Regions from separate parts of the Cricetulus griseus genome. Here region 2 is linked to region 1. A link is a contact called in public Hi-C data. All regions are on one chromosome and are shown on one strand. Each heading gives the region's core, a stretch centred on a gene start, on an enhancer-like site or on the middle of the called end of the contact. The rest is flanking DNA. Distances are from core to core; before and after follow the strand shown. Region 1 holds the start of Coq8a (atypical kinase COQ8A, mitochondrial). Region 2 overlaps Cdc42bpa (serine/threonine-protein kinase MRCK alpha).

What was found. Hi-C and Micro-C count contacts between places; a contact is called where the count stands out from the background.
Region 2: a contact with region 1 is called in a Hi-C map of the CHO-S cell line, with 6 times the contacts expected there. The contact joins the enhancer-like site here to the promoter of Coq8a in region 1. A contact is called at or near these places in 5 of 8 Hi-C or Micro-C datasets (the CHO-K1 cell line, the CHO-S cell line, fibroblasts and 1 more).

Annotation. Positions count from the first base shown.
Region 1 is chr5:14,026,530-14,031,176 of CriGri-PICRH-1.0, forward strand. Coq8a (atypical kinase COQ8A, mitochondrial) reads left to right here and starts at 2,728. Exons shown (of 15, transcript XM_027418854.1): 1 at 2,728-2,826.
Region 2 is chr5:14,085,593-14,090,644 of CriGri-PICRH-1.0, forward strand. It overlaps Cdc42bpa (serine/threonine-protein kinase MRCK alpha), which reads right to left. Exons shown (of 35, transcript XM_027418850.2): 34 at 4,289-4,446; 35 at 274-4,007. The coding sequence ends at 3,876. Among named protein-coding and RNA genes, the nearest start is that of Coq8a, 59 kb to the left of the region's middle. Within about 2 kb of position 1,354, at least 2 of the 6 cell types and tissues checked have open chromatin away from gene starts, as enhancers often do. A contact at or near this core is called in the CHO-K1 cell line and fibroblasts, where this site is marked.

The DNA of each region.
Region 1 (4,647 bases), core at 1,478-3,977:
GACTTTTCTGAAAGGAGGGAACCTCAATTGAGAAATGCCTCCATAAGATCCAGCTGTAAGGCATTTTCTTAATTAGTGACTAATGGGGGAGGGCCCAGCCCGTGGTGGGTGGACCACCCCTGGGCAGGTGGTCCCCAGTGATATGAGAAAGCAAGCTGAGCGTCCAGTAAGCAACACTCCCCCATGGCCTCTGCATCAGCTTCTGCCTCCAGATTCCTGCCCTGATTGAGCTGCTGTCCTGACTCCCTTGGATGATCAATGGTGATAGGGAAGTGTAAGCCAAATAAACGCTTTCCTCTCTAAGTTTCTTTGTCCATGGTGCCTTATCACTGCAATACAACCCTAACTAGGACAGGAGTGCACTGACTTTCTGTGTAGGCCAATTTGGCTGGTACGGTCTTTTAACACTATTAAGTCTTCTAATCCATGACCTCAGGATGCATTTTTACTTATCCATGCCATCTTTTATTTCTCCTAGCAATTTTCTGTGGTTTTTGGTATGCAAGTAGTTCCTCTCTTTGGTTAGGTTTTCATCCCTATGTATTCTATTTTTTTCAATCCTGTCCCACACAGTATTTTTTTAAGATCCTTCCCAAATTGTTTATTGTCTGCCTGCTCTTGCCTCAGGATCTATACCATATCCCTTTTATCTGACTGTAGGACCTTTAGTTTATGCTTCCCCCAACCTATCTGCTGACTACTGGGCCCATTATATGGATGTAGGGCAGGCTCTGCTTACTGGGCCTACAGGAGACTCACGGGACTCTTCTCCAGCCTCCCTGTGGCCATTTCTGTTCTTGAGTACATGATGGAGGGCTGACAAGGACCTCTGTAGCCTGTAGTTCCCAGAGTCTTGGGCAGGATAAACAGGCTCTCTCTATTGCCTGAGGTTCTACTGGCCCATTAGATAGAAGCCTGGTGAGTGAGAAGAACGCCGTGGTTCTAAAGTCCTGAGACCTAGAACTGTACCTCATTCTGCCCATGTCTTACTCCCCCACCCAACAGCACAGGGGTCAAACTCATATCCCTTCTGGGGAGTCACAGTGTCAGCCAGTATCTCACCTAGTTCTTTTCTGGTTTTGGAGGGATGGGTTGAGGTGCAGTTGGCAAGGGGGAGAGTTGGGACAGGGTGTCATACAGCCCAGGCTGACCGCACATTTTAGAGGTCAGGATGACTTTAATCTCCAGATCTTCCTGTCTCTACCTCTTCAATGCCAGGGTTATGTGCATATGCCATCATGCTGGCTGTTACCCAGGTCTTGCTGTCCCACATCTAAAGTCCATTAAAGAAAAACAACTGGCAGGCTCTGCTCTTCATGCTGGAAGCTTCCCTTTGGAGTCAAGCCACCTGGGGTACTGCCCAGCCTCAGTGTGGGTGAGTTGTGCTAAAGGGAGGTTGGGACATGGCAGTTCTTTCCCCAGCTGCAGTGAGTCTTACTCTTGTGTGGTCTGGGCAGCCTCCCTGCCTGGGTCCCTCTGCTCCAGGCTTACGACTGCCTGAGTACCAGATGACCTGATAGAAGAAACCCGAGTCCACTCAATACCTGGCTTAAACTCTACAGCAATAGCTTCCAAAGTGTGATTCAAGGGGTCTGGGAGGTGAGATGATGCCAATTATATTATGTGACATTGGATTCCCCTTCTCCTTCTCTCACCAGTGTACACAGATTTTCCAGGAGCTGTGTGATGCAGGACATCGCGAAGGACTGAATGCTGACAGGAGCACAGCTCTAAGTCTGTTCTGCTCTATTAGAAATAATTACTTTGGACCATTGGCGTGGTTCGGTGGGTAAAGGTACTTGCTGCCAAGCCTGATAACGGGAGATTGATCCCTGGAACCCTAATAATGAGAGTAGAGGACTGAGTCTCGTAAGTTGTTCTCTGATCTTTACACATGGGCACACACATGCACGGGCACACACACAATAAGTGTGGTTGGAGAGATGGCTCACTTGTTAAGAGCACTGTCCCTTCCTCCAGAGGACTCCAGTTTGATTATGAATGCGCGCGCGTGCACACACACACACACACACACACACACACACACACACACACACACACAGAGCAGCTTACAACCATCTGTCCCTCACTCCAGTCCTAGGGGATCTAGTGCCTTCCTCTTTGGACATAAGGCATGTACACAGTACACAGACATACATTCAGGCAAAACACCCATATACATAGAATTAAGATGAAAGAGTGCTGTTTTATCCACAGGACCTGGGTTTGGTTCCCAGGACACACATGGCAGCTCACAACTACCAGGAACCCTAACTTCTGGGGATCTCACACTGTCTTCTGGACTCTTTGGGCACCTACATTCATGTGGTATGCACATAAGAAGCAATAAATGAATCTTTAAAAAATTGCAAAGCTGTAACTAAATGCCATTCTTTACACTCAAGTTTTTTCAAAACTATTTTGACAAAAACCATTGTTTATGTTAACATGGTGCTTATTAATTTAAAGGAATGAATGCATCATTTAAAAAATTCTGACTTACAGTTTCTGCTAGATTAGAATTTCAGCCCACCAAATGGGTTTCTAGAGTCCTTAGAAACGTTTACCCATATGAGATGTCGTGAGACCAGTATGTTCGAGGGCTGCTGTCCCTAAGAAGGCTGCTGTGCTCATGGAGGGCTTTGAAGTCCTGCTGGCCTTCACTCCTTTGTGTCTTTGCTGACTTTACAACAGCATGCCACAGGAGGGCAGCAGATCACGCTGTGAGCCCCACAGGCCTTCACCCCAGGGGCGTCACTAAGTCAGTTGGCTGCCTCCAGCTTCTTCCGGTATCTGGCCCAGGCACTGGACAAAGTCATAATCCAGGTAGGTCCTTGCTCTGTGGGAGACTTAGCCCTGGTTTCCTACCCATACCCCTGGAGAAAGCATTGGAATATTGGTCCAGGCTCACGCAAGAGCCTGGCCACTTTGCTGGAGATATTTGGGGAAGCCACACTAGCTCAGTGTGACAGAGTGGGTCACAGGGAGTTTCTAGTCTCAGCTTTGACATGGAAGTTTTGGTTCTTGTGGGAACTGTCTTCTGGAAGAGCACCCTGAACCACTCATTGTTTAATAGCGTAGCGGGCAGCATGTTTCCCACCATTCTGACAGTTCCTGGGATCAACAATTTAGGAGGAAGAAGGCTTCTTCTGGATTGTGGTTTCAGGGGCTTTGGTCCATGGTTGCTGTCTTTGTTGCTCTGGGGCTTGTGACTGTGCAGTACATCACGGCAGGAACATGGGTACTGATGGGAGAACCCTATTCACCTCGTGGCCACCAGCAACATGCTTCACCTTCAAGCATTAGAATAGGCAGGTCACTACTGTGCCATGAGGTGACACATTTGAGCAGAAGAGTCTACAGTCTGAAAGTTGGTAGCAAACAGATTTATCTAGAAAGAATCTTGACCCATGGTTCTCAGCCTGTGGGTTGTAACCCCTTTGGAGGTCAAATGACCCTTTCACAGGGATGGCATATCAGATACTCTGCTATCAGATATTTATATTATGATTCATAAAAGTAGCAAATTACAGTTATGAAGCAGTAACAAAAATAATTTTATGGTTTGTGTGTGTGTGTGTGTGGGGGGGCGGTCACCACAACATGAGGAACTGGATTCAAGGGTCGCAGCATTAGGAAAGTGGAGAACCACTGCTTTTAACATATCATCGGGGCCGTGAGGTGGGGGAGGAGAGAGGGAGTGCAGGCGTTCTGCTTGCCTTGATACCCAGGCTTGGGGGAAGGTAGAAGGAGAGGGCACAGGTGAAATTTTACCCATAACCAGGGCCTCACGTTGGCATCAGAGCAAGTCATGGGAATCTCTAACAATGGAAAGCAAGGCTTGTCAGCTACTTACTGCAGTCTTTTAGCTTCCCTTTAGACTTCTTCAAACAGCCTTAAAGCAATGCAGTGTGGGTGAGCTGCCTCAAATGTGGGCCAGTAGAAAATAAAGTCACCAGATAAGGGTCCAAACCCCACATTGCCAGGGTCCATGCTCTTTCTCCATTACTGGAATTCCAGCCCCCACATATTTCTCCCTTCCATTTAGATATTCACTGTCAGGTTTGGTCAACCCAATGATAGATACAAATCCCTAGTCTTTGCTTATGTAGGCCTGGTGACCAAGATAAACTAGGCTTTGAAGGTCAAGGCAAGGTTATGGTCCTTCTCCTACCATGTGGAAACTGTAGTCTTGGGCAAGGTGCCTGACTTCTCTGAGTCTCTATTTCCTCCGCTGCCAGAGGCAATAATATCAGTGAGTTGTGAGAATCACATAGCATAAGGCATCTCAGAGATTAAATCAGCGCTTGGATGGTAGCAAGGGCTCAACAGGCTATGCCCAGCACAGAATTTGAAACGAACTTCTATTTTGAGACAGGGTTTCATGTAGTCAGTCTAGTCTGGCCTTGACCTTGCCACATAGCTGAGGATGACTTTGAATTCTTATTCTTCTGCTTTCACCCACTAAGTGCTAGGATTACAGGTAAGTACCATCATAACTATTTTTATGCAGTGCTGAGGGACTGAATCTAGGACTGTTGTGCACACCAGGCAAGTATTTTACCAATATATGTCTCTAGTCCCAAGCTTAGCCATTTTGAAAAATGTACTGTTTTTACATATTGTCACTATGTTGTACAATAGCTG
Region 2 (5,052 bases), core at 104-2,603, 58 kb after region 1:
CAACCATGACTCTGAAGTGCCTGCAGAGTGTGGCCCAGCAGCCTAAAGCAGTGACTAAGATGTTCTTATTAGAGGAAGGGAGCTGAACACTTCCAGGGATTTGAATGTTATTCTTACCTGAGCTCCGAGGGCAACTTAAAAAAGTCCTGGATCAAACCCCAGGGGCGAGCTGACCTGTGTCCTCTGGGTATATAAAGAAGAGGCCCAGAGGAGGGACCAGTGAGCCACAAACTCATCTTGCTCTTCATATAGGGAAAGAAAAAGACAAAATACTCAATCCTAACAGTTCCTTATTTTATTGCAGTACATCAAAGTCTGGTTAATTAGGTGACGCCAACATAAAATATTGGTGAGAAATTCTTTGTTACATTTTTTTACTATCCCACCTTAAATAATTCTGTGCAAAAGAACCCATGTCATAGTCTGTTGGCAGACACTCTCTCAGGACATTTCCCTCAAACATCAAGGGATGAAACCAAACCAAATGAGTGATTAAGATGCCAAAGCAGTACCTTCCTTACACACACACACACACACACACACACACACACACACTGATCAGCATCATAGTCTAAACAAAAATGATTACACCCAGGCCATGCAAAACTGTACAATAATATTACAATGAGAAAAAAATCCTAAAAATGTATAAAATAAATGGTATAAAATAAAAAGGCAGGTCATTTTGTTTTCAATGGCATCAAGGCTGACTGACTAGTAGGGCCCTATGTAATGCTGCTGTCCCTGGGACAGGAGAATGTGATGCTGGAGCGGGCAGGAGACACTCACAGCATCCAGCAAGGCTCCACAGGGAACTCAGAACTTGCAAAGACTGAAGGTTTCAACAAGGAAAGAGCCACTGGAGGGTGAAGTGAGATGCTATGCTGCCAAACCAGGTTAGAAAGGGGCAGGGCTGGGCTATGTGTGCCTAGAAAGGGCCAGTGGTCTGGGGGTGTCACGCTGTTTTAAGGACACTCATGTTTGGGAGAGGGGATGTCAGCTAGGTCTACTGAGCTCGGAGAAGTGAATTGGTAGTCACTGCCAAGGCTGCATGGTGGCCTGTTGCACTGGGAGTAGATGTCTGCTCCGCTGCTCTAGCTTTTCCTTAATGATACCCGAGGTTCCACACAAGCCAGCTACTTTTCTTAGAAACTGATGCGGCCACTAAGAAACAAAGTGACAGGAGTCTAACATGAAAGAGACCAGGCTGAAGGAAGGGCCGGTGGGAATGACAGGAATTTTAGGCATTCCCTTTAAGCTTGGCTATAGCAATTTGCTGGAAGGCTAAACAGGCCATTTGTTGTAATCCCCCTTAGTCTTAAAGCTGTGCTCACTGGGAAAGAACGTGAATGACTAAGCACAGGGAGTGTGCACCCAAAATATATATTCTAAGTGAAGTCTGCTTTAGCAATCATTGACAGGAAGGCTTGTTTTTGGCAATAAAACAAAACCAAAACCAAAAAATGTAATATATTTGCATACCCACCCCAAACCCACATAATAGATGAGCCAGAATTCAAGGGCCAATAGCAAATAGGCTGGACATAGCACCAAGTACTAACCCACAGACACTATGCCAGAAATGGCTCTGAACACCATTTTCCATTTAGGTATCAATTCCAGCTGCTGCACATGTTCAAATACCTTGCATGGGGTAGGGAGAATGGTTTCAGGCAGGGCCGCAGGCCTTTAATTTGGTCTTTGGTGGCCACTGCTCTGAGGGATCGTGGCTTCTGTCTTTCCTTACCCTCCTCCACGGCTTCTGACAGGAGCGCTCTTCATGTAAGGCTGGGACAAGTCCAGTAAGACAGTGGTTATTAGGAGAACCCCACCCCACACTCTGGGCCAGGGCTGCTGGTACAATGCCTGGATCCATGTCTGCAGTGCAGAGTCTCCCAGTCCACAGCAGAGCTCGGGTGTGGATCCATGACTGCAGTGCAGAATCTACCAGTCCACAGCAGAGCTCAGGTGTGGATCATGTCTGCAGTGCAGAGTCTCCCAGTCCACAGCAGAGCTCGGGTGGGGCTCACTGCAATGGAGCGGGCCTGCAGGGAGGTTTCGACTGAGACTCTACAACGAGACTCTATAAACGAGCACTGTAAGCAACAAAAATTCACAACTGGTTGTCAAAGCTACAGACCAAAGGCTCAGGGTAGAGTCAGTTTTCTGCCTAGGAAGGAGAGGGAAGGGGAGGGGACAGAGGAGAGAGGAGCCAGTGCTATCAGGCAAAGTGCCACGTTCAAGCAGATACAATAATAAGGCTCTCACCAAACTCAAGATCTGACCCTTAGTTTTGGATGTACACAAATATTTTTGTAACACTTCTTTTCCAAAAGCAAAACAATTGAGATTAGGATGACACAGTGCCCACCCAAAACAAAATGTGCTCCTGTCTGAGCCAGTGGAGAATCCAGAACATTTGTCAAAGCTGCTGTTTAAAAGACCCTATCAGAAGTGCTTCCATCACCATCCCCCGCCCGGAACTCTGACCTCCTCCTCCATAAGGCAGCACACCTCAGGGTCTGGCAGCACACTGTGCCAAGTGTCAGCATGACAGGCTGGCTAGCAGGTCTGGAAATCTATTTTAGGTGTGGTTTAAGGTGGGGAAATAGTGGTTTTTTTCAACCCAAAAGAGGTGAAAAGGAAGAGTGGCAGGGCCTCTTTACTGGCATGGGGTACTGTAGTTTCCGTCTTTTCTATGTTCTTAGCTGGTGAAACATGTGGGTAGAGACGAGTTCTGGTCTCCATCTTGCTTCCTTGGACAAGGACAGCAGCACACACCCAGAGTGGAAGCTGGCTGGCCATCTCTGGCAGCCAGCACACCCCCAGGCCCACACAGGCCCCACTGTCCCAGCATGTGGGAAGGCATATTTGGTCAAGGCTGTTCAAGCCTGTGCTTCTGAGGTTTCACATGAGTTAGCAGGGAGAAAGAAGCCCCTTCCCCAGGAGTGTGTATGAGGAAGTTCACAACCACCCTTAACCAAACAGGTTCCTCACTGGGAAGCTGTGCCCAGTCCAGACAGACTCACTGCAACCTAGGGAGGGACAGGATTTTGCCAGGACCAAAACCAGCTACACAAACCATTCTATGATCTTCAGAAGCCCCGACTCTCTCCCTGTGCCCTTTATGATGGGAAGGTTCAGAAGATGACAGAGTTGTCTTTCATTCATCTGTGCGAGATACCAAAAAATACTAAGGGGGGAAATGTTCAAATCCATCATTAGAGAAAGAGATGCCTTGGGAGGTGGGTGTGGCCCTGGAGTGACTTGTGTGCCACCTGTGGTGTCCAGGTCACATCCCACCAATGGCACTGATCTCCAAACATTCCTTAGCCTGCAGGCTTGAGGACAGACACGATGGGGATGGGACTTCTGCTCTCTCTTTACAAACATCACTTGAGGCCTTTGTACCCTGTATCTGACTCAGCTGGGAAACAGACAAGAAACAACACATTTCTTTAAATTAAATGAGCTTTCTTATATGTGCATCATCTTTCACTGAACACAAGATGCTTCCTTGACTATGTACATTCAGTATTTAACTTCTACATTTATGTATTTATTTAAACTCTGTATTGTAGTAAAATATGCATTGTTTTCAGTCGTGAGGATTTATTTCCTGGCAACAGTCGGGCTGACGCTCATGGAGGCTGCTGGGCGCTACGTGAGGACTACGGTGAGAACACAACCCGTCTACTCTTAGCGCTGCGTCTGCGCAGTCTGTCTATGGAAGCTACCTGGGGGGCTGGTGGGGGTGGTGGTGAAGCGGGCCTGGCTGCGGAGGAATCCTTATTGCAGCAGTGCGGACACTACGCTGCTGCCAGGCACGTTGTCGGGGTGTTGAGTCCCTGCCTGTGGCCACTGCGGTCCTGGGCTCACGGATCCCAGCTCCCGCGGTCTGTGCTCTCCAGGGAGAGGCTCTTGGTCTTTCGGGGTGAAATGGGGCTTGGGGGGCTGCTCAGGTTGGAGCTGTTGGAAGCTGTGGAATGCCTTGGAGAATCAGAGTCCTGTAAAACAAGGCACTAGTGAGAAGCTGAGGGACAACAGGGAGGACTCGCTACCCCACCCAGGGGCTTCTCTGTCCTCAGCAGACAAACCCTCTGTAAGATGATTGGAGGACACACACACATGACAAGTGCGGGGGCCTTTCCTAGAGCCTCTGGGAAGCTGTAGCTTGCACCCACGTGACACTCCTTGCTGACCCTTCAGAGACATACGCAAGGGGATAGGCTCAGCCTGGACAAGGCACTGGCCTTAAGCATGCAGCCGCCACCCACGGCCCATTTACCTCTCCATCATAGTCCCTCGCAGGGGCGTCACTTCCTTGGTCCATGCCTCCCGATGACAAAGAGCCCTCCGAGGGAGAGGGCATGGGCTGCCGCTTCGTGTTGTAGCTTCCTCCAGAGAATTCCCTCTTTAGCGCACTGCCATTCTGGGCTGATGACCCTATAGGACACCGTTTGGGAAAAGCTATGTATTTGGAAGAGGCCACACCTGTATAAAGTATACAGGCTGCCAAGAAGACAAGGCATTCCCCAGTAAGGGCAGGAAGCCCAGTGCTGTAGGTTGTTTCTGTCTCCCACTGGCTGTGGACTGCTGCTGTTTGGCCATGTGGATGGAGCCCACAGAATCCCTCCAGCGCCACGGCGCCACCTGCCACTGCCTTGGGTGTCCCTACCCTGGTGCCCTCAGCATGCCATGCTACAGACATATTGACCCTTCTTGTAACAAATGACATTTGCCTTGCTGGAAGCTTTCTAAGAGATGGGCTGCATTTCCAGCACCAGACAGTTACACCTAGGAAAACACCGCCTTTCAGAAACTCAGAGAAAATAAAGGAAACACAAGGAAGCACTCCTACTTCACAGCCAAGGAGTGTCTCTGAGAGCACACCCAAATGCTTTAACCTCAGAGCTGGGACACACAGCAAGGCGACCAGCAGCACTGACAGCGAGAAGACAAGAAAGATCCTCCAGAGTATTGTCAGTGCCCGTGCAAAAGCTCTCCATGGTCCCCACAACTTTTTTGTTTTTGTTTAAGAAAACTTTATTT